7 separate regions of the Mus musculus genome follow, and all the other regions are linked to region 1. A link is a contact called in public Hi-C, HiCAR-type, HiChIP or PLAC-seq and promoter capture Hi-C data. All regions are on one chromosome and are shown on one strand. Each heading gives the region's core, a stretch centred on a gene start, on an enhancer-like site or on the middle of the called end of the contact. The rest is flanking DNA. Distances are from core to core; before and after follow the strand shown.

The links. Promoter capture Hi-C pulls out the DNA fragments that hold promoters and counts their contacts. A called contact is a pair of places that touch in the nucleus more often than the background predicts. HiCAR-type assays count read pairs that join an accessible place to other places. HiChIP or PLAC-seq counts read pairs in DNA pulled down with a chosen protein or histone mark.
Region 2: a contact with region 1 is called in a promoter capture Hi-C map of pre-B cells, with 5 times the contacts expected there. The contact joins the promoter of Fndc3a here to the promoter of Gfra2 in region 1. A contact is called at or near these places in 3 of 39 promoter capture datasets (hippocampal neurons, pre-B cells and stem cell-derived epiblast-like cells), 1 of 484 Hi-C or Micro-C datasets (embryonic stem cells), 2 of 115 datasets of contacts at active chromatin or transcription factors (embryonic forebrain and large pre-B cells) and 1 of 9 other capture datasets (embryonic stem cells).
Region 3: a contact with region 1 is called in an H3K4me3 HiChIP or PLAC-seq map of embryonic forebrain, with 6 times the contacts expected there. The contact joins the enhancer-like site here to the promoter of Gfra2 in region 1. A contact is called at or near these places in 3 of 39 promoter capture datasets (the C10 cell line, cranial neural crest and hippocampal neurons) and 5 of 115 datasets of contacts at active chromatin or transcription factors (astrocytes, embryonic forebrain, embryonic midbrain and 2 more).
Region 4: a contact with region 1 is called in an H3K27ac HiChIP or PLAC-seq map of embryonic stem cells, with 18 times the contacts expected there. The contact joins the enhancer-like site here to the promoter of Gfra2 in region 1. A contact is called at or near these places in 5 of 39 promoter capture datasets (embryonic stem cells, hippocampal neurons, liver and 2 more), 1 of 15 datasets of contacts at CTCF or cohesin (stem cell-derived epiblast-like cells), 10 of 484 Hi-C or Micro-C datasets (Th1 cells, cortical neurons, differentiating embryonic stem cells and 2 more), 10 of 115 datasets of contacts at active chromatin or transcription factors (craniofacial prominence, embryonic forebrain, embryonic hindbrain and 4 more) and 1 of 9 other capture datasets (embryonic stem cells).
Region 5: a contact with region 1 is called in a Hi-C map of cerebellum, with 1.7 times the contacts expected there. The contact joins the enhancer-like site here to the promoter of Gfra2 in region 1. A contact is called at or near these places in 6 of 39 promoter capture datasets (the 3T3-L1 cell line, cranial neural crest, hippocampal neurons and 2 more), 1 of 15 datasets of contacts at CTCF or cohesin (stem cell-derived epiblast-like cells), 1 of 484 Hi-C or Micro-C datasets (cerebellum) and 4 of 115 datasets of contacts at active chromatin or transcription factors (craniofacial prominence, embryonic stem cells and forebrain).
Region 6: a contact with region 1 is called in a promoter capture Hi-C map of hippocampal neurons, with 10 times the contacts expected there. The contact joins the enhancer-like site here to the promoter of Gfra2 in region 1. A contact is called at or near these places in 5 of 39 promoter capture datasets (cranial neural crest, hippocampal neurons, liver and 1 more), 2 of 484 Hi-C or Micro-C datasets (both in embryonic stem cells), 10 of 115 datasets of contacts at active chromatin or transcription factors (differentiating embryonic stem cells, embryonic forebrain, embryonic hindbrain and 4 more) and 1 of 9 other capture datasets (embryonic stem cells).
Region 7: a HiCAR-type map of astrocytes shows a contact between it and region 1, with 2.5 times the contacts expected there. The contact joins the enhancer-like site here to the promoter of Gfra2 in region 1. A contact is called at or near these places in 4 of 39 promoter capture datasets (hippocampal neurons, liver and stem cell-derived epiblast-like cells), 1 of 15 datasets of contacts at CTCF or cohesin (pro-B cells), 4 of 484 Hi-C or Micro-C datasets (cerebral cortex, cumulus cells, nephron progenitors and 1 more), 6 of 115 datasets of contacts at active chromatin or transcription factors (SST interneurons, astrocytes, embryonic forebrain and 3 more) and 1 of 9 other capture datasets (embryonic stem cells).

The regions. Positions count from the first base shown.
Region 1 is chr14:70,887,978-70,891,830 of GRCm38.p6, reverse strand. It overlaps Gfra2 (glial cell line derived neurotrophic factor family receptor alpha 2), which reads right to left and starts at 1,724. Exons shown (of 9, transcript NM_008115.3): 1 at 937-1,724. The coding sequence starts at 976.
Region 2 is chr14:72,708,172-72,712,024 of GRCm38.p6, reverse strand. Fndc3a (fibronectin type III domain containing 3A) reads left to right here and starts at 2,022. Exons shown (of 26, transcript NM_207636.2): 1 at 2,022-2,307.
Region 3 is chr14:72,601,428-72,605,280 of GRCm38.p6, reverse strand. The region is part of intron 3 of Fndc3a (fibronectin type III domain containing 3A); the gene reads left to right. Among named protein-coding and RNA genes, the nearest start is that of Fndc3a, 110 kb to the left of the region's middle. Within about 2 kb of position 2,165, at least 368 of the 459 cell types and tissues checked have an H3K27ac peak or open chromatin away from gene starts, as enhancers often do. A contact at or near this core is called in astrocytes, embryonic forebrain, embryonic stem cells and 1 more, where this site is marked.
Region 4 is chr14:72,504,570-72,508,422 of GRCm38.p6, reverse strand. No RefSeq gene overlaps it. Among named protein-coding and RNA genes, the nearest start is that of Gm30500, 15 kb to the right of the region's middle. Within about 2 kb of position 1,957, at least 63 of the 459 cell types and tissues checked have an H3K27ac peak or open chromatin away from gene starts, as enhancers often do. A contact at or near this core is called in Th1 cells, craniofacial prominence, differentiating embryonic stem cells and 2 more, where this site is marked.
Region 5 is chr14:72,224,807-72,228,659 of GRCm38.p6, reverse strand. No RefSeq gene overlaps it. Among named protein-coding and RNA genes, the nearest start is that of Gm41205, 42 kb to the right of the region's middle. Within about 2 kb of position 2,064, at least 6 of the 459 cell types and tissues checked have an H3K27ac peak or open chromatin away from gene starts, as enhancers often do. A contact at or near this core is called in cerebellum, where this site is marked.
Region 6 is chr14:72,153,262-72,157,114 of GRCm38.p6, reverse strand. No RefSeq gene overlaps it. Among named protein-coding and RNA genes, the nearest start is that of Gm41204, 23 kb to the right of the region's middle. Within about 2 kb of position 1,709, at least 11 of the 459 cell types and tissues checked have an H3K27ac peak or open chromatin away from gene starts, as enhancers often do.
Region 7 is chr14:72,000,479-72,004,331 of GRCm38.p6, reverse strand. No RefSeq gene overlaps it. Among named protein-coding and RNA genes, the nearest start is that of Gm35079, 41 kb to the left of the region's middle. Within about 2 kb of position 1,896, at least 17 of the 459 cell types and tissues checked have an H3K27ac peak or open chromatin away from gene starts, as enhancers often do. A contact at or near this core is called in SST interneurons, astrocytes and cerebral cortex, where this site is marked.

The DNA of each region.
Region 1 (3,853 bases), core at 475-2,974:
CCCAAGCAGCTGAGATTTTACAAAGTATAAGGGGAGGTGGGGAGGCGCCTGCTGGAGCTCAGAACCACTGGGCAGCCGCTCCTCCCTGTCACAGAGGGAGGGGGCTTATGGGGTGAGCAGTAAGTGGTCTTTGTTAAGATCTGTTTTCTCCCTTTTCCTGCATTCCCCCGCACCATCTTCTTTCCAAGGAGCAAACTTTGGCCTCCTCTTTCCCGTGTCACATGCCCTAGGCCCCTGGGTTGTTGCTCTTGAAGGCCTTGAACACCCATTTGCAAGCCTGAGCTCCACCTACCCATCTGGCTTGGAAAGGGAGGCCGTGGGTAGGGAGAAACTTGCAAAGTGCTACAGAGAGTGGAGAGATAGGGTGCGTTCCTGAGACTGATTGGCAAGTAGGAGGTGACTACAAGGACTCCCCGCAAACGTCCAAACCAAGACCTCCTGCCGAAACCCACTGACTCTGAGAGCCTTCCAGAAAGGAGGGGCAGGCTTGATAGCGTCCCGCCAGCCTCTCCCCATCCTTCCTTTCATTCACACCAACAGTTGCATTTTTTTCCTTCCTAAGTTGTTGCAAATTGAACCCATTATTTTGAGGGAAATGAGCGCTATCACGGCCTGCAAGTAAGAGTGTGTGTCGGGGTGTGTGCGCGCGCGCGGCACGGGAGTGCGTGCGGAGATGGTTTGAATGTTGGAAGTCTCCTTCTCGGTCCTCCGCGCAACCAGCTAGCCGCTGCACAGCTCCCTCCTCTAGAGCCTCCCAGGCAGTTCGGCTCCCCGGAGCCCCAGGCCCGGGCTCCCAGCCTGGCGCGATCTCCCGGTGTCTCCCACGGCGCCCTGCTTGCAGCCCCCAAGCCCACCCCCGCATGCCCAGCTTCCAGTGGGCGACTGAACGCGCGCAGCCCCTTGTGACCCCCAGACTCGCCACCTGCAGGTACTCACCTAAAAAGAAGAAGAGGCAGAAGGCGTTTGCCAAGATCATGTTAAATAAATCCCACAGTTTTGTGTGTATGTGTCTTTCTCCCTTAGGTTTAAAAAATAAAAATAAAATAACAACGGTAATAATAACAGCCAAGCAATGATAACGACCCCCAAATCCAATGCGGAGATCCCGCCAGGCGGCCGCCGGTTGAAGATCCCGAGTCCAGGGATTCTCGCTGCTGGCTGGAGGGGGAGGGGTGGGAGGCGGGCGGTGGGCTGCCTCTCGACGTCCCCCCCTTGCCACTGAAATCAAACACACGTAGCTATGTGTCTGGCTGCCTTCTAAGCCAACAGCCTGGTCCTGAGGTCAGCCCAGCCCTTCGCTCTCGCGGCCGGGAAGGCGCGAGTCCCCGTGGGTCCAATTCCCCTGCACTTCCCAGGAGGGGACTGGAGAGGTGGGGGCGAGGCGATCTGAAAGTGAAGGACTGGAAGAAAGCAGCGAGGGAGGGGGGTCAGAATAAATGCAAATAGGAAAGAAATCCACCGACGGATGGGAGCAATCCAGTAGAGCTTCTAGGACGGGAGACCAGAGTCGCTTCTTTGGCACCAAGACGAAGAAAAAGATTCAAAATAAAAAAAAAAAAATCTTCTCCCGCTATCCCTTGCTTCGGCTCACTTTTTCTAATGGAATTCCAGTGCCGGTGTGCCTGTGCTTGCGTGTGTCTTTCCTCCCTTCCTCTCTCCCTCTCCTCTCCTCTCCTCTCCTCTCCCTCGCTCTCGCTCTTTGCTCTCGATCTCCGCTCTCCCTCACTCTCCCTCTCTCTCTCTCTTCCCCTCCCTACTCCCTCTCTCCCTGCTCCTCCCTCCGCCCGCCTGCTCCCTCCCTCCCCCTTCGCGGCTTCCTCGCCTAGGCTCTCGCGCCTCGCCCCTCTCCTCTGCTCGGGGCTCAGCGCCCCGGCTCCCTGGCGGCTGGCGGCGCAGCGCGCGGGAGCGCGGCGGAGCAGCTACACTCTGCAGCAGCAGTGGTAGCGACTCGGCGGTGATGGAAGCTACACCGGAGTGGCGCTGGCGCCCAGGAACACTGGCCTAGGGGTGAGCTCCACCGCTGGCTCCCTCGGCTCAACTGCCCGCCCTTGGGACCAGCCTGCTGCCTTGGCCGGAAAACCGACTAGATCCCCCGGCCAGTGTCCACGCTCAAACCAACGAAGCCTCCCGCCCCCTCCTCTCCATGCAATGTCTCATCCTGGCTAGGTGAAGGCTTGCGTTCTCCAAGTGCTCCTGCCCCTGCACTGGACCCCCAGAGCCATGAGGTTTCGGAAGCCTGAACGAGGTTAGGGAGACACTGAGGCCCGGGTGCTGGAGCCATCCTAGAGGCATGGGGGCAGGGCAGTAGAAAAACCCAGGCGTGGTGGTCCAGGTCTGAAAAAGAGAGCACCACTCTGCAAGCTGATGTATTCCTTGTGGGGAGCCGTTCTGAGAGTCTTCCCAAAAGCACTAGGGAACCCAAAGACGCCCTTGTAGGCCAACCCTATCTCCCTGGGTCTAACCCCGCGCTCCTATTCGTGTGTTCTGCATGCAGAGCTCAAGAACTTTTACCGCACACTAGTGACTCGCTTGCCACCCCACCCCGCGCGCGCTCCCCAACACACAGGCACACACACCAGCTCTGCAGCCATTCCAGACACCTCTTCCCCAGTTGGTCTCTCCTCCCCTGGACCAGAGAGAAGATTGTCTAGGGGTCCCAACTTCCTCCTCCAAGGCCAGTGAACCAGCCAGAACTGCGCGGGAAAAATCCAGCCCGGGTTGACACCCCACCCTACTGGGGAGCCCCAAAACAAGGGACACTCAGGCCTCTGCTTCACACCCCCTCCCCGCACACAGAGATCTCCTGGACTCCCTAGAGCTAGTCGGGGAACTAAGGCCACTCCCGGTTCCCGAAGCTGAGGGTGGAGACCCTTCCGGATGGAGACTCCTCCCCAAGCCGGGAAGGGGGACAATTTATCCATCTGTCTTTGGCCCCAGCTCACCGGCGTAATTTAGTCATAGAATTTACAATAAAAGCCCAGAAGCCCCGAAAAAAGAAGCGTCTGGCTGGAGAAGGGTTGAAGGCGAAGTGAGGTTGCTGACCGAGGTGGCAGGGCGGCAGACAGGCAGTACACATGTCTCAGCGCCCTCGGGATCATACAGCCCACGCACACCCGGCACCCTAGTTCCACGCTTTTCTCTGACACACCTTCGGCTGCCCTGGCATTTCGCACTCCTATGTCTTGCATGCGACTCCCGGAGCCAGGTTTAGGCGATGCTTCGTCAACTTTCCACGTTGCCAAAAAAAAAAAAAAAAAAAAAAAAAAAGCTGTCACCATCTCAAGCTTATTTGGGAGTGTCTTCTAAAATACATTGTTAAATATTAAGGCGGTGGAATAAAGGAAGTGGTAGTGTGTTTAGTGTGAAGAGAGGGGGTCACTCACAAAACCAGCAGCCTTAGCTGCTAGTGGGAAAGCTAGAGGGAGCAACTTCCATCTTGTGGATTTAGGCGGGAAGGCACAGAACAGGCGTTTCATCTGGCCATTGGGAGACAACGATCCTAGACCCTACACCCAAAAATAACACCACTGTGACAGCTGGGTAGGGGAGAGTTCCAACGAAAAGTGCCTAAGCAGCAGCAGGGGAGCGTTGGCTTCTCTCGTCAATCCTCCATCCCTCTGCTGTTTTTTACTTCCCAGAGTCCCCTAGGTTCTTTTCAAACATTGGGGAACTTACACATCTGATGTAGGTTAGAAGATGAAAAGCAGTGAGATATACCTCTAGAAACTCTTAGCCCAGAAGCCAGAGGCTGGATGCTTCACCACTAAATATATTAAGCCTCTTCCACTCACTCACCTACTTCCTGGCCCTTCTGTAGATCCAGGTGTTACCCCACCTCCCTTAAAGGCCTCTC
Region 2 (3,853 bases), core at 773-3,272, 1.8 Mb before region 1:
TTCACTGTGGCTGGAACTCAAGGAGGGTGAAGGTTGGAAATGGTTATTTATTCACTGATGAGGGAAAGAAATGTCTGCTCAAAGCCAACGTAGATTCCTGTGTCTCTCTGGCTAGGGTGATTTATGTCTTTCTTTCTCCCCAAAGGATATAAATCCCTCAGTTTTCCCCCTCCTCCTCACAGCATTGTGCACCATATCAAAGTGTCTAGGTCTACTTCAGTGATGTCTTGAATTACATGCCCTTGTCTCCTTCAACTAGTCTATTATTTTTTACTTTGCCTGTGGCATGTAGATGGGCTTTAAACATACTTATAAAAATGCAGGTTATTCTTAAGTTCATTTTTTATTTTTAATTTTTTTCATTATTATTATTTTTTGTCTACCACTGAATCATGGAACCAGAATCTTGAGGGAGTAGCGGTAGGATTCGGCATTTTTACGAAGTTTACAAGAGCAATGCTTTGGAAAATACTAGTTTGGAGTTAACTTTGGAGACTTTAGCCTCCAACCGAACAAGAGTTGGGCAGCAGTAAGGGGAAGCCACACAAGTCCTCCACATTCAGATATAAACTCTCCTATTGCAAAACAATGAGCAGTTATACTTCTGTTATTCCAAGCTCAGCTTTCCAGTAATTTTGTCTGGAAGAGGGCCAAAGCTGGAAGTTAAGAAAATGAAACATTTCTCTCAGGGAAAGGACTTTTGCCCCCTCTCCCCAACCCCCAAATATCTCAAGATGCAATTTGATAGAATCACTATCCTACTTGTTGACGGGAAGAAAAATAACCTCTCATTAGCTAGCTGTGGATACAAACATCGGATCAATCATTGCCTGCAGCCATAGCAAAAAGTAGGTGGAGAAGGAAGAAAGCGGGGCTTAAAAAACACCACCACAGGAAAATAGAAATGGTTAAAGTGGATGTACAGGCAGATGAACACAAGCCAAGTGAGGGGTCTTTAAGAAAAGTAAGAACACTGCAAATAAAACAGCACCAAGGTGGGGATTTTATACACTCGCGCACACCTCTGCAATCCCATGGGACTTTGGTACTGTCTGAGTATCTTATTTGATATTCAATGATCCACTAAGAATTTCATTATCCAGTTCTGTTTTGTTTTTTTCTTTTTTAAGAACGTAAGAAATTCGTACATCTTCGAGAGATTTCTGTCAAATGATTAAAAAAAAAAAAAAGATTGCCACCTTAAAACGCAGCGCAACCAATAAACTGAACTACAAGTCAGACGTGGAACCTGGTTTCATCAGTCACCAGTTTTGGCTGGACAGGGGGAGGACTCAGGTTCCCAAAGACGACCCTCTCCCTAAGGCTTCCGGTGAAACTGCAAAAGTAAGCAGTCCGGGCCGGCCCTCAGGCGCTACTGCAGCGTCCCCCCCACCGCCCCCCCATCGCTCGAGGCTTAAGGAAATTGTCGCCGCCTCCGCTTCGCTCTCCGCGGTGGCAGACGTCAAGGTAACGGGTTTCCACTAGATTCGGCTGGTCCGAGTCCAGAACCTTTAAGCTGTGCGTTTCTGAAAGACGTAAATCTGTTTCGTGGGTGCTAGAAAATGCCGGGGCTCTAACCGTCTGGGAGTGGGAAGGTCTGAGCCCACTTCGGGGCGCTTCCCCGTCCGGGGCTTGCCTCTAAAAGCACCTGCCGGCATCCTAAGTTCTGGGGCTTGCCGAGAGGGGCTGACACGGTTCGTCTCTGGGGGCGGTGGGTGGGGGGCGCTTTCTAAACTGCATTCGGAATGGCGTGTGGGGCCCCGGATACGTCAATCATCCGCACAGTTCCCGGGCTCTGGGAGAGCGGCACCGGAGCTCGCATGCCACACACACTTGCGGGCCCGGGAAGCCTCGGCTTGCGGGGCGGCGGGCGAGCGGGTTCGGGTGCGCGCGCTCGAGCTCGTGTGTGTGTGTGTGTGTGTGTGTGCGCGCGCGGGGGCTCCGGGTCCAGGCGGCCGGGGGCGCCGTCGGCGGGGCTCGCGCAGCCGCACTGGGCGCGCCGACTCCGGGCTCCTCCTCCCGGCTCCGTAGTAATCATGGCGGCGGCGGCATTCGCGGTCCCTCGGGTGAAACAGAAAGCGGGAGCTACGCGGAGAGGGAGCGAAGAGCGGGGCTGAGGCGGCGGCGCCGTCACTGCCGGGAAACACCCCTCCCCAACAACCCCCCTCCACAGCAGTCAGCGCAGCGGCGGCCGCGGGAGCCCCGGCCCACCGCCAAGCGAGTGAGAGGACGAGCCGGAGCCTCGCAGGAGAGACGCCCGGGGTGGGGGATCCGCCTTCCTTCGCTTCGGAGCGGCGGGATTCGGAGGTGAGAGCCGGCAGGGGGACGCCGGAGCCCGCGTCGGGGAAACCGTTAGGCTGGGGCTGCGGGCCGCGCCGCCGGAGGGCTGAGCCCGTCGGGGAGGGCGGGCGGACGGGCGACGCCCCCACGCGAGGCCGCGCCGTCCGCGGGGTGACGGACCCGGGACGCGGCGGGGACGTGCGCGACACCTGCCGGGGCTCGGCGACAGCGGAGCGCTGCCTGCGCACCTGAGGGTTAAATCCTCGAAAACACGCCCTTCGGGTCTGCGCCCGCCTGCCTGGCCGCCCGGGCGGCCGCCGCAGCCGGTGCCTGGCGGCTCCTCTTCCCCAGGTAAGGCAACCACCTGTTCGGTCGGTGGCGAGGAGGAAGGGAGGCTGCGGTGCTCGCCCAGCTCGGCAGCCTGCGTGGGTGAACTTTTGACACGACTCTGGGAAAGGGCGGCACGCGCTGGGTGAAGGAAAAGGAGCGAGTAATTTCGACGTCAGATCGCTAGCGCTTGCTGCTTTTACCGTGTGTGATAGGTAATTGTAGTTTTATTAAACTATCACCTTTCATAAAAAGCATTGGGGGGTATTCGTGTGTGTGTGTGTGTGTGTGTGTGTGTGAGAGAGAGAGAGAGAGAGAGAGAGAGAGAGAGAGAGAGAGGGAGGGAGAGAGAGAGAGAGATTGCTGAGGGTGCTAAGGATGGTGAGCTAGAGATTATTTATTTTAGTGAGACTGTAAGTTCCTTTGGGCACCTTCTCGGCTGTCCGTCTACTAACTGACAGTGGCAGGCGGACAAGGCTTTCCCTCTTTTTGTATTATAATCTTGAAGTGCTCACGGGTAGACTTTAAAAAACACCGAGCCACATAATGATGTTGCTGCATCCTATTGTGGTCTGTTTCAGTTCTTGAAACCCAAGTTTGTGCGTGTTGTAAGAAGCAAATAAGCATCGCCTCTCAGCCTCTTGGCTAAGATGAGTTGTAAGAATGAAAGAGCAGTTGAAGCTTTTCTGTAATATTTGAATCACTATGCTTTTGCCAGTATCAGTACGAAACATATGCCAGTCAAAACCGAGCCATATGTCAGACAGAAGCAAATTGAGATTTCTGGCTCATATCCCGTGTTTAGATAAATATTTAGTTTGTGTGTATTTGCGGAGTGTGTAATTCTTGTCATCTCGGAAATGTTGTTTAAGTCACCTAAAAATGTTCCAGAGAGATGACCCCCCTGCCTTCTTAACATTTTCTTGTTTAAATTGATTTTTTTTTTCTCAACTAATGAGATCAGTTACCCATGGAGACAGGTGTTGGGCCTATTGGAAAGCAATGATAAGGTCTTTTAAAACATGGCTTTTCGTTGGGTTTTTAAAAAAATTTAGTCCTCTTGTAATTTACCACTAATAACATCCTCTGAAGGGAGGAGAGAAGATAAGGGGATAGGGAGAAAAATCTTGTTTAGGTTTTACGTTTAAAAATTTTAGCATTTTCATATTAAATTTCTCTGTGTTGTTTTATCTTCATAGATCCTCTCCAGGCTTGCTTTGTAGGTTAAGTGGGACGTTTTTCTCTC
Region 3 (3,853 bases), core at 916-3,415, 1.7 Mb before region 1:
TGCTAGTAGCAAACACCTTTACCCTGAGCCACCTCTTCAAATGTAAGATTTATCCATTCTCATTTACTAATCTGTCCCAAATGCCTAGACAGAATCCAGCATGTGGAGGAAGAAGTTACAGAAGATAATACTATCTAATTTTTATAAGCCTCAAAATTAAGTAAATTAATTGGTTATATAAAGGATAGTTTTCCTCTTATGTTTTTTTTTTCATGATACTGGAATCAGATCTAGGATGTTGTGCATTGTTAGGCTAGCGAAGTAGTCTACCATTAATATCCTTCTCAACTAGAACTAGTAGTCTACCATTAATATCCTTCTCAACTAGAAGACTGTAAAGATAAGAATAAAAGCAACCTTAGGAGGAGCAGAAACCTGAGTGGTACAACCTGGCTCGATGGAGAGCAGTGTCCATCACTGGGCTCTACTGCTTAGGTTTAGGGAAGTCACTTCAGTGTGCTTAATGGCTGCCATCAAATATTGTCTAACCAACTAGCCGAGGCAACGACTGTGCAGCGTTGGAATCTGCTGATGCTGTGAAAATCCTAAAAAATTTGAGCTGTGAAATAAGGTACGGTTTGATCAAGGTCAGGTCTAAGAATAGTAATTTAAACGAAGAGTATTAGGTCTCTCTATAGTGATTTTGGTAAGATTAGCTGTGAAACAGGATGTACTTATAGTTGTAAGAAATAAGTTCAAGCTTTAAGAACACAGCAGGAAAAGGAGCAGAGAAATCATAGATCTAGAGTTTGGACATTGAAGTCATTGACCTGACAGCAAGTGTTGGGGCAGAAAGAAAAAAAAAAAAAAAAACAACTCACTGACTGTCAAAATAGCATAGGAGGGCAGAGTGGCGCAGTGAGAGAGAACAGGGAAGTAAGCGCCCATCCCACAGCCTCAGGGGAAATGCATTCATAATGGAATAAAAGGTCAGCTATTACCCTTTTCCACTTTAAACCAGTGTCTCTTCTCCTCTGGCCTCTGACTTGCTTTTATTGAGTCAAGTTGCCAGGGGTGTGTCCTGCCAGGTTTTTTTTTTTTTTTTTTTTTTTTTTTTCTTCTTCAGGAAAGACACTGGGCCTTTAAATAGGGCCTGGCCTTTAACATGTGATTATATGAAGCAACCCTGCCTTTGCCTATGTACCCTCAAGTTACTTATCTGCTCCTGCCTCAGCTTCTCTAGTAATGATACCTCAGTTTGCGTTAACAAGTAGGACACTCCACATGGTTCGTCTCACTGTGTAATCTTTAGTTTTGAGAGTCAGCGATCATACTTTTACTTACAATAACTATCAGTTACTGAGAGGTCCTAAACAGTGTATTTCATGTACTAGTTTGTCTAACTTGATTCTGCAACAGTGCTTTGAGGTTGATCATTTTAACCTTTCCACAGGAGACAGAGCCCAATAGTAGTACATTTGCCATGCTAGTAAGTATCGGAGCTCATTTTAACTTTTAGTATCACCTAGTACCCAAATCCATCTTCCCCACTGTGGTGCGTGTCACAGATCCCAGCCATTGCTTGTGTATGTAAGCAGTTGATAAAGTTCCTCTGAACTTATATGCCCTCTTAAGTAATTTACGGGGCGTATTTTTTTTCCAAAAGAATAAGTTTTCACCTCAATTAACTGAGTATTTTTCACATTCCTGCTTTAAGAATACTATCCACCAAGGATCTTTCCTTAATGTCAAGAGTAAGTTCTATTTTTAAAATAATCACTAAAAACAAAGTACACTGACTATAAAAGCAGAAGCCTTCATTAGCTTTTAAGGAAAAACAAAACAAGCCTGAAATATATTCCACCTGTAAGGAACTTGTCATTTAATTCTATTGTGTGGGCAATTCTCTGTGTGTTATAGGCATAGCTTGAGTATCGAGCATGAAATGATCACAAACTATACACTCATATTTTGGATCAAGGCTTTGAATTCATTTTACCCCAATCTTTCTATGTGAAAAAGCAGCAGGCTGCGTTAGTCAAACCGCGAACACAAAGAGGATGGTTTTCCATCGCGTGCCTATCCACCAGGTTCTTTTGATTAGGGTTTACTTTGGCTCTTAAGGCAGAACGCGTTGCAGTCAGGAAAGCAGCTGAAGAAGCCTTTAAGTGTTTTGTTTCAGTAGCGCCCCAGCGTACCCTCTGCGCTGTTTCCTCTCCCGGTCTTTCCCGGTTCACTGCGGGTCATGTGATACCGGTCACGTGACTCGGTCAAAGGATCTTTTCCTCTTACCAGCTTTGAGGAAAAAAAAAAAAAAGCGAAACTGTTCTCCAATTAAAGCTGCTAACGTGTACTACGCCGTTTCCTTGTTGGGTTTTCTTGTTCGCTGGCTGCTGCTCCTGTAGAAACAAAATGAGTGGTAAGATTTGCTGATTTTGAACATTCGCTTTTATTTGAAAACATAGGAAGCTTTTGTATTAACCTAAAGCCGTGTTGTGTGTTTTTAGTGCCAAATCTGTTCGCTTTAGAAATACTACATATTGTTATGTGGTTATGAAAATTGTAGACTCTATGAGCTAGAGTGATTTTAAATCTCATAGCATGCCCCATTCTGGCTGGCCTCTTGATTTTTTTCGTCTTTTCTCTTTTAAGACTGATCAGAAAATTGGCATCAGGTAATTTGGAAGCCATTGTGTGCGGCAGGAGTCAGCAGTCAGCAGTCCGTTGTTTATTTAATTTTAAATGCTTAGACAAATCTGTAGTTTTGGGTTTTTTCTAAAAGAAATAAAGAAAAAATTGAATATGAATGGTAGATTAAGAAAGACGATAGGTTTAGTTTATGTTAGGTAAAATGAACTAGGTATAAATCATTGATGGTACCTTTAAGAATTGGGATGGGAAGTTTTTCATATTTAAGGCAAATGACAAACAGAATTGTACCCACTTTTGCAGATTTTAAAAATAAGTAGGCCCTTAACAGTAATGTAATCACTCTGCTTTGGGGTAGCTTTTGCCTAAAGCTTGTCAATTCTGAAGGAGCTGTTAGGTGTAGCTACAGTTGTTCAGGTACAGCTTTCTTGTGCCAGGTGGACATGTTATGTACTCCTATAACAGGTTTGCTTCTTCCCTGGACACAGTCTGCTTTGCTGCATACAAATTTAAGACAGTTTGCAGTTAATTTTCTAGAACTTTCTGAGTTAGAAAGTACTGTTGGACCTGAGAGGTAGTCAGGCATTGTGTCAGTGAGTGTCCAGGGTTTAGAGTTTGATGCAGGACAAGCAACATGGTGCTGCCAGCATTGTGGATCTGAATATCAGTACTTGTGTTTACTGTCTATGTATTGGGGGTGTGGCAGGTTTGTGTTCAGTGTTGAATATATCCCACCATTATTTTAGATAAATGTACATAGCACTGATAAATTATCTTTTTAAAATCTAACTGTGTGGCATTTCTGCCTCCGAACTAGAAAATTTACTTAAGTAGTCAAAGTGATCACGTCATAAAGGAGTCCTTTGTGAAACTAAATGATGACTTGTTCCAGCAGCTATCAAAGTAAACTGTGAGCTGAGTCCAGTGGCACATGTCTGTAATCCTAGCATTGTGGAGGCTGAGATGGGAGTGTGGGTGCATCGCCTGAAAGTTACTGCTCTAATAGCCACAGAGAAACAGAACACCGGGTTTAGTTGTTCTGCTTTGAAGATGCCTGTCTGCTTTCTTTCATTTCCACATCATCTTCATCAATCTCTGTCTGGCATTAATGACTTGACACAAGGTTCAGCATGGCAGTGGGTGCAAAGAGCCTGCAGTCTAAGCTTAGTACATAGAGCTCAGTAAAGTTTCCTTGACTAAGTAAACAAATGCAATTTTCAATAAAATCTCTAGTTCTCAGCCAATTTCCACATTTTATAAATAA
Region 4 (3,853 bases), core at 708-3,207, 1.6 Mb before region 1:
AGCCCTCACTACATCCACACTGCTGAGCAACTGCCTCCCAACCAGTTCGTAGAACTCTTGTTCCCAAATGAGATCCCACACACTCACAACTTCCCAGTCTCTACTCCCTCAGACCCGGTCAACCACAATTTTACTTTCTGCTTCTATGAATTCAACCTTTTGTTTGTTTTTTATAAGGCAAGTTTCCTGTAGCTCCTGATCTTTTTGCGTCCACTTCCCAAGTACTGGGAATACAGGCCTGTACAGGCATTGGTGAGGGCTAGACTGATTCAAGGCTTTCCCTGGGTCCCTAATGTATGGAGAAAGAACAGTTTCGTCTCCAAAACCAGGAATATGCTGGGGACATTGTGGCTTCAGTCATGGGAACCAAACTCTTCCTACTATATGAGGGTCATGGTTATGAGTTCAAGGCTACTGAGTGCTGCACTATGAGGCCCAGCCACCTGTGTGATACCCCGGAGCTCCCAGATTCCAGGATGCTTCCACAATCCTTTTCTGAAACTTGTGGGGATGCTCAGGCAACTTTGGCAATGATTGGCCTTCCTTCTTGGCTCCTGAAGATCTGACAGAGTGCCTGTTCTCCTTAATGGATGGCCTAGGCTGTGTCGGGGTGGATTGGCTAGGTCCAGGTGGTTTTCCTGGCGATATGCCTAGAAGCTGGGGCAAACAGGGTCCCCCAAGCCTTACTTAGCAGCTGCCCCAGGGACAATCAGTAGCATCAGGTATCCCCAGACCATTCACATCTCCGAGGCCTCAAGTCAACTTGGAATTGGTTAGAACCGAGATGTTTCTTTTAAGAACATTTTTTAAAAAGTATTTTTTGTATAATAATATTTTAGACGTTAGTGTCTGACCTGAAATCTTGATCTGTATGTATTTGATGGTACATGTTCAGAAGAGGAGGAAATCACATCTGCATTCTACAGTGAGCCTTTAAGAGACTATTCATCCTCCAGAGCAGGATTCTTGGCTCATCAATATTTGTGTAAGGGACTTTCGCACTCCAGTTTTCATTCTGTCAAGAAGCCTCCAACACGAGCCTCCAACATCATTTAACCTCGGCAGCTTTCAAACATCCTACATGTCAAAGATGCCCTACTGTTCCCTAAAAACTTCGGAAAGAACTTCGACTCCGAATCTGTGGACCATTTCACTCATCACTAAGTGATAGGCCTGTGAAGTATGCTGCAAAGTAGATTGGGGGTGGGGGAGGGGAGGACACTTGTAAACATCACTGTGATAGTTAGATACCAGCTAACTTGGCACAAATTCCCTGGCTGGGCAGTTTGGTTCTGGCTGGGATAGGCATCAAACGAAGCCAGGTAATGTACATTCATCAACTTCACACCTCACATCACCAGTAATGGGACATTCATTCACAAAATGGTCCTGAGGGAAACAGCTGTTATGCTAGCTATGGGAGTGGTTGTTGGGTCTGCTCTTTTAAGTCACAAACTGTCAGCCCTCTTAAACTGCAACAAAACCAAACCAATCCTTTGCCCAAGGCTGACAGACCCCCTGCCGGAAAGATTTAGCTTCAAATGGAGGTGGGGGTAGGGTAAAAACAAGACAAAAGAGATTAGGCGGCCTCCCCAGTAGCTTGTCACTTAATCTCGGAAGGAACTGGCTGCCGAGAAAGTTTGTTTGTACTTTCTTCCTATCTCTGCAGTCCGTGACTGAGTTATGTTCAGCCTCACAAGGCATTTTTTTTTTTAAGTCATAAACCCTGTTTAGGTCTCAAAGAAACACAGGACAAGGCGCAGTCCCTGTGGGTCCTTTCTGCACTCCTCACCCTGCTCCCCACCCTAACTGTCCTCAGCTGAGCGGTCCGGCTGGGCTTCCGATCCCCTCCCCCTGCTTCGCTTCCCGAGTTAATCTCAGCCATTTTGGCTATACCCTCTCGGAGCCTCTTGGCCCCTTGCTGTCTCTGTTGGCTTACAGGCGATTCCACTGGGCTCCTCCCTGGGCCCTAGCAGCTGCTTATGTCATCACCTGCCGCTGCTAGGTACAAGCCAAGTACAGCATAGGAAAAGGACTGCTGGCCTCTCTCTCTCCCTCCTCCCCTTCCCTCTTCCCTCTCCCCTTCCTTGCTTCCCCTCCCTCTGTCCTTTCTGTCCTCTCCCCCCACCCCCCCACCCACCCCCCACCCCCCGCTTCTCTGCACTCTGCTCCCTTCTGTCTGTCTCTACCCCTTCTCCAGATCCTCATTTCATTTCCCTCCCTTCCCCCAAATAAACCTCCCTATACCAGGTCTGTGACGTGACAGATACCTTGACATGGGCCCGCCAGGTACCCCCACCCATTGGCATATAACATTTCATAACAGGTTCCCCTCCTGGATCTCTGTTGCCCTGCTTGCTATGCTCCTCACCCCCCTCCTCCCCCCCAGTTCAGTTTGCAGGACATGTTCAGTCTGGACCCTTCCAAATGCCTCTGGCTGTTCTCTCCATCCTATCTACCTTGTCAACAATAACTTGGAATGGTCATGTCCCCATTTTTCACTCAGAGACCATATGCACTGGAGAACCAGCCCGCCCAGGGGAGGTGTTGTAAAAGGTCTTTCCTTTTCCTCTTGCAGTTCACTCTCACCCAGAGGCAGGAGCCTACCCACAGAGGGTCACACAGGTAGTAAAGATCCTGCTCTTCCTGGGAATTCTGCCTCAGCAAATAAGCTCACAGTCTAACCTGTGGCCCACATTGAAGCAGCTGCTGTACTTCCTCCGTTATAGCAATGGGATGCCTCAGAATATCGTGGCACAAAATTGCATTCTTTGCCAACAAGAAAAGAATTTTGACCAACTTCTTGAACAATATTTACATTTTAAGTTATTGTGTTCCTTTCTCATAATTAAAATGATTTATGTGGTGAGTTTGAAAATTAAAATTTCCTGTTTCCCATGGCTATTGTAGATTGCCTTGTGCCTGTTGAGAGACTTCAAACTGTAGCCTTTTAGATGATGTCATCACTGGAACACACCCCTAATCGTAAGGGGGGTAGACAGTTTTAGGATCTTCAGCAATTCACAAAGTCCTGCGGTATGTCAGTCAGTGTCCTAGTTAGGGTTTCCATTGTTGTGAAGAGACACTGTGACCAAGGCAATTCTTATAAAGAACAGCATTTAATTGGGGCTGGCTTACAGTTCCAGAGGTTTAATCCATTGTCATGGAAGCATGGTAGCATCCAGGCAGACATGGTGTTGGAGGAGCCAAGAGTTCTACATCGCCATCTGCAGGCAGCAAGGAGAAGACTGTCCTCTGAAGACAGACAGGAGGAGGCTATGATTCCAACCACACTGGGTGGGGCTTGACCATAGGAGACCTCAAAGTCCACCTACACAGTGACATAAGGCCATGCCCACTCCAATAAGATCACATCTCATAGTGCCACTCTCTGTGTCCAAGCATTGAACACAAGAATCTATGGGGCCCAAACCTATTCAAACCACCACAGTCAGTGAACACACAGTATTTACAGTGTGCTAGCATGGTGTCAGAACAATCCAGAAAACTGAAAGGTCTTTGGAAAACCTGCAGCTGTTCAGAAGCCTGTTTTTCAGATGTGTAGATGTGAAGAAACTCAGTCGAGTGCAACTTGGTCTTCCTGGGTCTGTCTGCCCCCAGGACTAGGCAGTCAGCTCTGGATTTTGATTTATTTTTCCATGTTTGTCTCTTCAACAAGCTGCAAGGCAATCCCTTGCTTGATGTGATGACCATATTCTTGTTATTTGAGTATTCATAGTACCACACAAATTTAAGCTCAGTGCTACATGTAAAAGGATTTTAATGTTTATTGGAGAGAGAGAGAGAGAGACCATCTACTATACTACACGTACAAAAACAGTTTGCAATTTCA
Region 5 (3,853 bases), core at 815-3,314, 1.3 Mb before region 1:
ATATACTTCCTGAAAGAAAACAAGATAAAAGGATCACACAGGGAAAGTAGGCATGTTTCAGACCTGCGTGTCTCCACCACCACCCCATTCATATGCTAGAGTACTAATCAATGATGTGATAACATGAAGAGATGGGAACTTTAAGGGTCACTGGGTAATGAGAAGGAAACAGTCATGTTGGATCAGGATCTTTGTAAGAGGCAAAATTCATTCATTCTCCCTCCCTCTCTCTGCTTCTTTCTCTGAGATGGAATCCTCAATAGGAACTAAAGGTTCTTATTCAGTTATGCCATCTCAATTATCCACATGAGTGAAAAGAATCAGAAATATTGATATCTTTACTTAAGCAACCTCATGACCACTCATATCCTCTGCTAAATACACTTGACAAGTGTTTTCTTTTTCCTGGATCCAGGGCCACTGAGTACCTATCTCATGATAATTACACACCAGAAGGGTTTTAAATAGAGAGTGCTGAATGCCAATGTATAAAATGGCAAAAACTATAATTTCAACAAGTTAAAGGCATGTGCCAGAATGATGATTGCTGGATTACGTCATCTTTGGCTCCTGCAGCAACATCCCCCAGCACCTGTGTCACCGCCCCTCCTCTTTGCCCATTTGGCATCTTTGCAAGCCATCGCCATGTTTGAACAGCACAAGGCATCATTTACAACCAGGGAAGGTTGGAAAAACCTTCATTCTAGAAAAATCTTATCTTCAGAATTAAGACGACAGGGTGAACAGGTTTTTCTGCAATCTATGTGCAGTCATTTCTCTGTCATTTCTGGTCCTCATAACCGTTCAAAAATTGGAAAAGTCAGAGGCAACCCCAACTTCCTCAGAATCTTCCATGAACTGAAAATACTAGCAATCTTTCCTGAGCCACTGTAATTGAAATTAATTGGATTTGGGAGATAATAACATTTATGCTAATATGTGTATTGAGAGGAGACAATAGTGGGAGATAAGTACCTAGGAGAGGTGGGGCAGGAGGCTCTGCAGTCCTGGCAGGAGAGATTAGGAGTCTGGGGAGGAGATGGGGGATGGGGACTGAGGGAAGTGGAGCCTTCAAGAAACTGGAGGGGTTTTGACATGCAAGACAGAAGAGTGGAGAGAGGGAAGAAGACTAGAAAGCGTATACAGATAATAAGAGCAATAATACAACACTGACTATGCCTTCATTGATGTCTTTTTATGCCCCATGAACTGTGTATTTGTGACATCACTCTGTCTTTCCAGCAAGCTTGTGAGTCTTAATCTACTCTTATTTATTTTTATCTTGTGTGCATGCGTGTGTGTGTGTGTGTGTGTGTGTGTGTGTGTGTGTGTGTGTGTGTGCATATTTATGGATTTAAGTGCCACATCCTGTATGTGGAGATCAGAAGACAACCTAGTGTGTCAGTTCTCACCTTCCACTTTGTTTAAGAGAAAGTCTCTTGCTCACTGCTGTCTAAGCCAGGCTAGATGGCCTATGACCATCTGGAGATGCTCTTGGCTCCACCTTTCCTCTCACTGTGGGGAAGCCAGGATTACAGATGCTATTGCAGCTGGCATGGTGTACTCTCCAGAGTCAGAATCTTCACCTCTCACACTTTTTTCCACCCCAACTTAAGGCTGCACTAAATTTCTGGGCCCTCAGATGGACATATCTATCATTATTAATCCAGTTGGTCATTTCCCCCCTTTATTTAACTGCTTTTGTAGTTACTCGTGCCTAAAACTGTCTAATGTGTACCTTTAATCTTTCTCACAAACTTCCACTTCCATCTTTCTTTGATGATACATGGATGCTTTATTCAGTATAATTTTGTGCTATGGAAACATTCAATTTTTTTTTGTGTGTGTGTCTCAGAGCTACTATTGAGGTCAAATCATGGGACTATTGCATATTGGAGAGAAATAACTAAATTGGAATGGTAATGAAGTTAACTACTATTATCTTGGCTTAATAGACCTAGTATCAAATTGAAAGATGTTTAAACTGATTCCAAGGTCATAGCACGTGTGCATTTCATGCTGTCTTCTTGGCTTGCTTTTCAAATCGTTAGGAAAATCACTCACCTTCAGACTAATTGGTCTCTGAAGCTCAGAAATCCCAGCCCAGCTGCCTGCTCTCCCCTCTAGCCCAGACCGCAGAACTGATCCCTCTGGGTTATCCCCTCCCCACCCCAAACTCTGCTTTTTTTTTTTTTTCCTTATGGAAAGCCTTACAGGGCCCTTATACATTTCATCTGACCTTCCCAAGGCATAAACATAACACTATAACAACAGTCAATTAAATAAAAAGGCTGTCTGTTCTGACATTGCACTGTACCTAAAACACTGAAGATTGCCAGCCACTTAGACATGTTGAAAAGCATCAAACTGAGTAGAAATTGCAGCTCTGCTCTTAAGTACAATTTTCCTTGTAGCTCAATTTCCCCCAGCTTCACGCTTTCCTAGGTAAATCACACTAATCAAGAGAAGGGGGACATGGGGTACTGGATGGTGGATAGCCAGCCCTCCTCAGAAAGAGTATCTCATCTTAAGCCATCAGGGAATAGCTAACAGGCAGTCTTGACAAGCATGCATTCACTGGTATGAGAAGTCGTTTAAGTGGGAGGTGGGAGCAGATATCTTCTGCTAGTGGGGAGTCTCTTCCTTATTGTTGTCATGATGCCTGTTAACTATCCCCATCCATCATTCACTCAATACCTTGGTGAAATTAGTCAACTGCATGTTACAGCTGAGTTTCCGTGTGCCAGTCTCCCCGGAAAGCATTAGGCTGTCTTCTGCTCTGTGTCTCCCACCACTTGCCACCCTCTTTTTACTACTCATTAATGACGTTTCATTCTCGTCGGGGAACAATGGAGTCCTTTAGCCAATAATACGAAATTACAGGTGCTTTGTAGGCGCCCTCTGTCACCCATTTTGCCTCCATTGTAGGCAGTAGGCTGGAGTTGATTTATATTTCAAATGTTACTTGGCTTCTGCCCATTTCTAGATGGAAGCAGTATAATGGCTTAATGAACTGGCTCAATGCTAACCTTGATGAAACTATAAAGACAGTCTTGATGGATCATTTAAAGGGTTCCTTTCAGCTCATAAACTAGGTGGAGATCAGAGCATTTTGGAGTATAACAAACTTACCCTTTCTGTCCCGGGAGGCTCTGACAGTACACATCATCAGATGTCTTTTGGCTTGCCTCTTCTAGGATGTTCCCCTTACTGGCAGCTAGTATTCCTACTTCTTTGAGTCGGGATACAAAGTTATCCTATTCTAGGAACAAGTATATAAAAGGAGGGGGAAACCCAGGGAATAGTACACTTTCCCCAGTCAGGAACAGTGTTATGCAGGTTTATGTTAATTTTCAATCCAGCTCTGTCTCCAAAATAGGGATCAAATTCAGCTTCACAAATGTGAAAGCTGATAGTTTAGGAAATGGATTCAAGACTGACAGCCCACCAAGACTATGTCTGTTTTATTACACAAGAAGGCAGTGTGGAGCAGACCCAGAGAGATGCTCACAGGTTGGAGCTCAGCCTCATGTTAGCTGTGCTACAAACGTATCATCTGTGTAATACGAGAAATGCTGTTCAGCTCCAGGATTGTTATGAGATTAAATTAGATGTCATAACTGCCCTGGGCATGAGGAAGGTTCTCAACACAGTGACAGCATCTCTTTCCTCTTCACATGTATTACTCAGGGAGAAAGCTTAAAAGAGTCCCAAAGAGAGGACAAGATGTACTCATGTGAAAAAAAATGAAATCATCACAGCATGAAAATTTGAAGTACCATTTATTGATATTGTGTAAGTTTAAACAAGACGGTGTAGCACACAGGAGAAAAGGGAGTCATTGAGGCAGTAC
Region 6 (3,853 bases), core at 460-2,959, 1.3 Mb before region 1:
CCAACTTGCTTCTTGGTCATGATGTTTGTGCAGGAATAGAAACCCTGACCAAGACACCCCAAAACCTTTATACTCTCTGTAGTGAATTCAGTTTTGTTTTCTGACCCTGGCTACTATATCTACATCTGTGTGCAGGCTAGATAAGTGCCCTTCTTCTGGGCTACAGCCTCAACTCTTTTTGTATCTCTCCCTTGAAATAAGGTCTTACTCAATTGCCTAGAGCTTGCTACCCCAAACTGACCTTGAATATGCAGTCCTCCAAGTGCTGGGATTACAGGCATGCACCACCAGACCCAGGTTGGAAACGTTTTTGATGAAATTGTACCAGTTTCCCCAGGAAACTCAACATTATCAAGATGTTAGTACAAACCCATTCCTCCGACAAGGTGAAAGGTCATCCAAGACCTAGCTCCGTATTGATCTTGTCATTGGTAATTAATGACAACCACGTATTAACCACATGCACACAAATTGATTTTCAGAGGTGCAATGATTAGATTTAATGTCTCCCGTGCCATGTATTTATGTGTTTAATTATTAGGTTCATTATGAACTTTAATGAAGCTATGGGGTATTCATGTCTTATTAGAAATGTATTTATTATTATTATTATTCATTTACAGATAGCTTTTATTCTCTCTGGTCTTGAAACTGACTTTCACAGGTAAAAATCATGGTGTGTTTTAGACGCTGTTTCTGTTTCCTTCCTCTGATTCCTTGTGGATGTGTGCGGTGCCTGGATACAGAGAGGGAGGGGTTCTTCTCTTGCCCAGCCTAGCCTGGTCAGAGGTCAACAGAGGAAGAAACCCTCCTAGCAGGAAATCCTTAAATGATGCTGGTTCTCTCACCTTTGGCAGCGGACAAGAGAACAAGTTGAGTGCTGACTGTCAGATGAGTACTGTTTCTATAGGGAGAGAGAGAGAGAGAGAGAGAGAGAGAGAGAGAGAGGGAGGGAGGGAGGGGGAGGGAGGGAGGGAGGGAGGGAGGGAGGGAGGGAGGGAGGGAGGGAGAGGGAGGGAGGGAGGGAGGGAGGGAGGGAGGGAGAGAGAGAGAGAGAGGGAGAGAGAGAGAGAGAGAGAGGGAGGGAGGGAGGGAGGGAGGGAGGGAGGGAGGGAGGGAGGGGGAGGGAGGGAGGGAGGGAGAGAGAGAGAGAGAGGGAGAGAGAGAGAGAGAGAGAGAGAGGGAGGGAGGGAGGGAGGGAGGGAGGGAGGAGGGAGAGAGAGAGAGAGAGAGAGAGAGAGAGAGAGAGAGAGAGAGAGGTGGCTACAATTTCCCCAGCCTTCCCCACTTTAAGCATGAACTCTGCCTCAGCAGGGCCTGAGTCCGCATGCTCTGTTGTGAGTCTGACTGTTATTATAGGGACAGCGCTTGGGCCCCAGCCGGGATTTCTGTTGCAGCATTCACTTGCAATTTGGAGTCTGGGCCACGGGGAAATTGCAGACAATTTGGATGAAAACGGTTGGAAAATTGCAGTGTTTAGGCCTCTCCCACCAGCCCCTTCATGGTTTTTTTTTTTTTTTTTGTTACTTTCTTTCTTATTTCTTTTTCTTTCCCTTCACACCCTCCTCCCACCGCCCCCAGAATTACTTTAGAAGCAGGGAACAACAGGCTAGACTAGTTGGATTCTCTTTCCCCAGTCTGAGGCGTATTTTGTAAACAAACATGTAAATGGATACAGAATTTAACCACCCTCAGACAAAGTGGCTGACTAGAGAAGGGAAAGCAGTCAGACTCGCTGTGTGAAGGCAGTCACTGGAGGGCCGGGGAATATTTGTCCTAGTTAATTGAATTTCTGATTGGAGATATGAGTTTACTGGCAGACCTTTACTCTCTTGCAGATTGTTCTAAAACGATCCCACTTACCTATCTCCACGGTTAATTAATTATTTAAAAATTTCAAACCCTGTTTAATTCTAAGAAAGGAATGTGAGGAAACTGCCTTATTAATAGTAGATTAATGACATCTTTTCATTGGTCATTGAGATTCATGGGCACGGCGCTGGAGATATTTATCATTGCTCTGCGCGGTGAACGGGAAGGCGTAACATGGAGGACGAAGATTATACAGATCGTCAGTTATAATAGGCGTCAGCTGTCCGCATCCACAGGCTCGCTCGCTCTGTCTCTCCTACAGCCGCCAGTTGATTTTTTTTTTGTTTGTTTTCATTTAAGAGCTGCCACCATAAGCAGTACATTTTATTTTTAAACAGATCCAGTTATTGTTTCTCCCATGATATTGGGCTAAAGTCTTATTTCCCCATAGTCACCGGTTCTAATTCATGATTTACTGAGAGGACAAAGAAGGGATGCCTTATGGGAGTGGGCGGGAGCAGGATGCCATGCTCCAGGTCTGTGTTGAGCTGAGACTTGGTGATGATGGGTAGGGTGGAGTGAGTTAGCCTTGGACATGTGTTGCATGAGCTCTGAAGCTTGGAGATGCACGTTGACAGATAGATTGGCGACAGAGACTAAGCTTAACCTTACATTAGAAGCATGTTACTTGTTTTGTTGTTGTTGTTGTTGTTGTTGTTACTGTGACAAATGCCTAAGAAAAACCTTACAGTTAAGGAAAGAAAGATTTATTTTGCCTCATGGCAAAGGACAATGTTATGACAGCAGGGCATGGCTAAGTGCTTTGCTCAGTTCATGGTGCTCAGGAAGGAGGGTGGAGGTAGCCCAGGAACTTGATGAAACACCTATCAAGTCCCATGGTGTGATAGATTCATATCATGAATCTATCAAGGAACTTAGCTATTGATTAGGTCAGAGACACCCCTCTCCCCCCAAACTGGATCCACCACCTGAGGACCAAGCCTTCAACACACAAGCTTTATGGGGAAACATTTCATATCTAAGCCATAATGGAGGAGTGATGAGCTCGAGGGGGCCAGGCAAGCCTACAGAAGCCTGGCTGGAGAATGAAGCTGGAAGGTGGCTGTGATGAAGGCCACATGACAAAAAGACAACCAGCAGAACTTGGTGTAGTGACAAGGATACTATGAGAAGGAAGGAAAGGTGCCAGAAAAATAGCTCAGCCAGTAAAGCACGGGCTCTCAACTGTGAAGACATTAAAACAGGCATGAGGATACATGTTGGTTGTGCAATCCCAGTCCAGAGAAGGTAGAGACAGGAGGATCCCTGGGACTTGTTGACAAGCCAGCCTAGCCTCTTGACTAGCTTAGGCCAATGAGAGACTTGTCTAAAATAGATAGATAGATAGATAGATAGATAGATAGATAAAGATGGGACAGCTTCTGAAGAAGGGACTCCCAAGATTGTCTTCCTGCCTCCGAAGTCATGTGCACACATATGAGTGTGTGTGTGTGTGTGTGTGTGTGTGTGTGTGTGTTGGAATTATGTAGAGTAGAGGTTGCTTGATTGCCAAGAGTATGTACACATTTGTGTGCGTGGATATGTGTGTGCACAAACACCTACATGCAGATTCATTTCCACATCTTCTACTTACACATATACAAAATAAGGAGGCTAAGGCTAGCAGTGGTGGTTATACTTGTAATCCCAGTACTTCAGAGGCTGAGACAAGAAGACCCTCAAGATTTTTAAGACAATCTCGTTAGGTAACTAGTGCCAGCCAGCCTGGGCTAAAGAGTGAGACCTTGTCTCATAAAACCAGCTAACAAACAAAAAACACAGCTAGGATATAACTGAGTGATAAAGTACTTGTCTAGCATGTACAAGGCCCTGGGTTCAATTCCTAGCACTGCCAGAAACTAAGCAAACACACACCCATGCACACAAACACACACATAAGAGAGAGTGGTCACTAGTAAATTAAGGTCAACAATATGGAGACCACTGGTGACTGGAGTGAAGGTCATTTAGGTGGTGACTA
Region 7 (3,853 bases), core at 647-3,146, 1.1 Mb before region 1:
CTAATAAACAGCAATAGAACTAGATGTTTGCTTTAGGCTCACACCTCCTCCCTGGACATATATTCTACACAAACTGACTAAAATGAGGGAAAGCTTCTGGTTAACCCTGGCTTTCACAGCAGCTCCCACACATTTTGAGGGTGAGTTTCTAAAACAGATCTCCATTCCATTTCTTCAGTCATGGGTGACAGAAGGAGTGGAGTTTGTCCTAATTAGTTCAAAGACCACCACATTCTTTCCCATCCACATGCTAGCTGTCAATCTAAATGAGGGGCAGTGTGTTGTGATCACCATGCTCAACTCTAGAGAGAGCTGGACCTGATGCTCAGTTTATCTGACTTTTCTGAGGACTTTGGGCATGCTGCCTAAAATTTCCCTTATGTTGCTGTGTTCTATAAGATGGGGATAATTTTTTAAAAAATGGGGATAATTTGTACTCCCAGGAGGTGTTGTGAGGGCTAGAGAAATTATACATGTAAAGAGCTGCCTTGTGCCCTGCTTGCTCTCTATTCCCAATTCATATGAAGGAGACCTAAGACTTAGTATTTTAGGATGTAACCTGCAAGTATACTTGATACCTTTGATTGGGGTAATTAAGTTAAAAATGAGTCATTAGAATGGGCTCCAATCCAATATGACTGGTGTCCTTAGAAGGCTAGGACCCGCCTGAGTACACACACACACACACACACACACACACACACACACACATACACCAGGGGGTAGAGAGAGTGAGAGCAAGAATAAGAGCTAGAGAGAGAGAGAGAGAGAGAGAGAGAGAGAGAGAGAGGGAGAGCTTTTTGAAACAGAGAACACGCTACCTGCATTTTAAGGAGCCTTAAGAGAAAACACTGCTCACAACTTGGTCTTGGAATTTTAGCCTTCAGAATGGTGAAAAGATAAATCTTTGTTGTTTTAGCCACCCAGCCTGTGGTACTTTGTTATGGAGGCCAGAGTAGATTAACACAGTGTCTGAAGCCCCTGGCATAGACCCAAGAGTGATGCCTGCAACCACCGCAGCTGCCTCCCTCCCCATGCCCTTCCTACTGTGGTCATTTCTCTTCTCCTCTCCTCTTTCCTCCCTCCTCCCTTCCCCCAGCCTGCTTTTCATTTCTTTCCTTTTTATTCCCTTGCTTCACTATAACTACATAGACTTCCAGTCTCCCAGCACGAAACAAGAGACCTGTGGTGGGGAACTAGTCTAAAGGGTATTTGTGCCCATATAAAAGAGAGAAGAAACACTCTGGCATTTTCTTGGGTGTTTACAGAAGTCACAGAAGAATAACAATCAGGTGAGTCACTGGGCTTCTCCTGATGGTTAGCACCCCAGTTAGGATTATGGGGTTTAGCTGAATTGGAATAGAGAGAACACAGGCTTGGAGTGGCAAATCTCTTTCTGTACTGGAAAACAGGAACTACTCGGTATGTGTAGGGGGGAGGACTGGGGGAATGAATCTGTCCTTCCTTCTATGGTTAGAATTCGGGCTTTGGGAGAACCTTTGGATTAATTCCCATGATCTGTATCCTTAACATCCAGAGACCCAGAAGCAAGGGCAGCAGTGGCAAGAGGGCATCGCAGGATTCCTGGGAGGAGATGCCCAGGTCCAGTATGCATCTTCTCTCAGTGGGAAGTTAGAAGAGTCTTTGGCAATCGACTTCCCTTCCAGAAAAGGCACTTTCCTCCACCAGAAAAAAATGAGTGTAATCAGTCTGGCTGGCTGATTTTGCGTTTTGAGATTTCCTGGATGAGAAGCTCTGTGTAAACCGTGGGCACTGTTGTTTTTTGTACCTGGCTGCTGGGCCAAGAGAGAAGGGAAATGGGAAGGCGAAGCTAGAATGACTCCTTGGCAGGCAGTCTCCTGGCCTCTCAATCATGTCTGCTGCTGCTGCTGTTGCTGCAGAAGGCTCAGCATACTACAGCTGCAGAAGGGGTGTGGGGCAGGCCAGGCCTGAGGTGCTGAGGGAGAAGGATGTAAGCTGTGAGGGAGCTGGAGGGTCAGCTGGCTGAGCTGCCCTTATGCATACTTCCACTGCCATTTCTTTGCCTTCTATGTGAGCCTTTGGATCTTCCTGTCATTTCTGGGACTCAGGTTACAGAACTGCCAGAATTCTGCTTTAGCAAATAATAGAGGGGTTCCATGTCAGGAGAAGGGCCACCCAGGAAAAGAATCCATAGAGAGGATGAGGATGAGAGGAGAGGGGAGAAGGGATAAGATGCAGATGAGCAGAAGCCAGCTCCTAATCTGGAGTCAGCAGAGGGCATCTTCCTGATGCATATTCTGTTGCCTCCCAGACCACTTCAAGCAGGAAGCAATGGCAGCTGTGCGGACAGGCTCTCCCACCCAATTGCAAGACTGGGACTCCTTGAGAACGCTCTCCTGACTTTTCCAGGTGATCTGCATTCCAGGATGCTATTAAGAAGAGAATGTTGCCTCTGAGCAGAGAGGTTCTGCAAGGCATAGACATGAGAGCAGCCCACCTCTTTCTTTCTTCCTTTATATTTTGAGCTTTGAGATGGGAAGAATCCTACTGACCTGAGGGGCTCCCTGGATGATGCAAGAGTTCTTCTCTATCACTACCGCCTTGCCACCAGACTTGAAATGCCACTGCAGGGAGTGATCTTGGCTGATTAATATGCAGGAGGAAGAAGCCATAAAGTCAAGTGCCTATAGCACTTAATGTGACTATCAGAGAAAGGCTGGCAACCCCCAAACCTCTGTGCCTGCCTCATTATGCATGGCTGCCAGAGGTTCCACCTTGCACTGCAAACAGAAGATTCAGGCATATGTGTACATATGTGGGGATCTCATACATTGGCCATTCCTTTATATTAACGCACATGCACATACACATACACATGATTACATGTAACAGTAGACCAGAGAATTGTAGCTGGTGTCTTCCAAGCACTACAGAAGGCAATTCTCTCAGCAGAAGCAGCTTCTCAAGGATCTTTTCCCTTTCCTGGGCTTAGCCACCTTCTCATGACCAGGAAGACTCAGAGAGTCACATATTAATGACTCTGCATATTAGAGAAGGCTGTGATAGAATCAAAATTATCATTTTATCATTCGTCAGTTCTGAAACACCCAATCTCATCATTCATTTAATAGTAGTTATTCCAGTGAAACTGTCATGGCCAGGTAGCTGGTGGTTTCTGGTCTGATCCGTGCCTAGGCATAGGTGCTCCTCCCCTTAGCTGCTGCCATCATCATCATCATCATCATCATCATCATCATCATCCCTGTCACTGGAGTGGGAGATCTCTACAAAACTGATACTGTTTTCTCATCACAGAGCTTAGTTTCCATCATCTATCAGGTCCCTATTCTCTAGAGAAATCTGGAGATGCTAATGTGTGAGGAGTCAGGGGATGCTGTAAGAGGCAGTGTCCCTTACTTGTGGTTTGGAATTGGCAGCTTTGAGGTACCTGCTGTTCTGGGTTGTGTTCTGTGAAAGATTAAAAAACAGACTTCATTTATTAACCACAAAATCCTCTCTATTCTTTTAAGTTTACAAAATCTATCTTCAGACAGGTATAGCCCCTGGTGGCTGATGATGATACACCAGAGTCTTCCCAGTGCATACATAGATGATGCCAGAGTCTCTTCCCAGTGCATACATGAATGACTCCAGAGACTCTTCAGTCTTCCTCATCTCCTGGGATTTCTTAGAGAGAAAGGTTACTATTTTATATATTATTAATGACTACAGACATCAATACCTTCAAGACAACTATTGGAAGAATAAGTTCCTCTGAGAGGAGAATACTAGATACTCAGTTTTGCCTCTGACCATGGGCTCCAGCTTCTTGGAGTACTCCATTGATTGATTTATGTGTTGCCATTGAGAC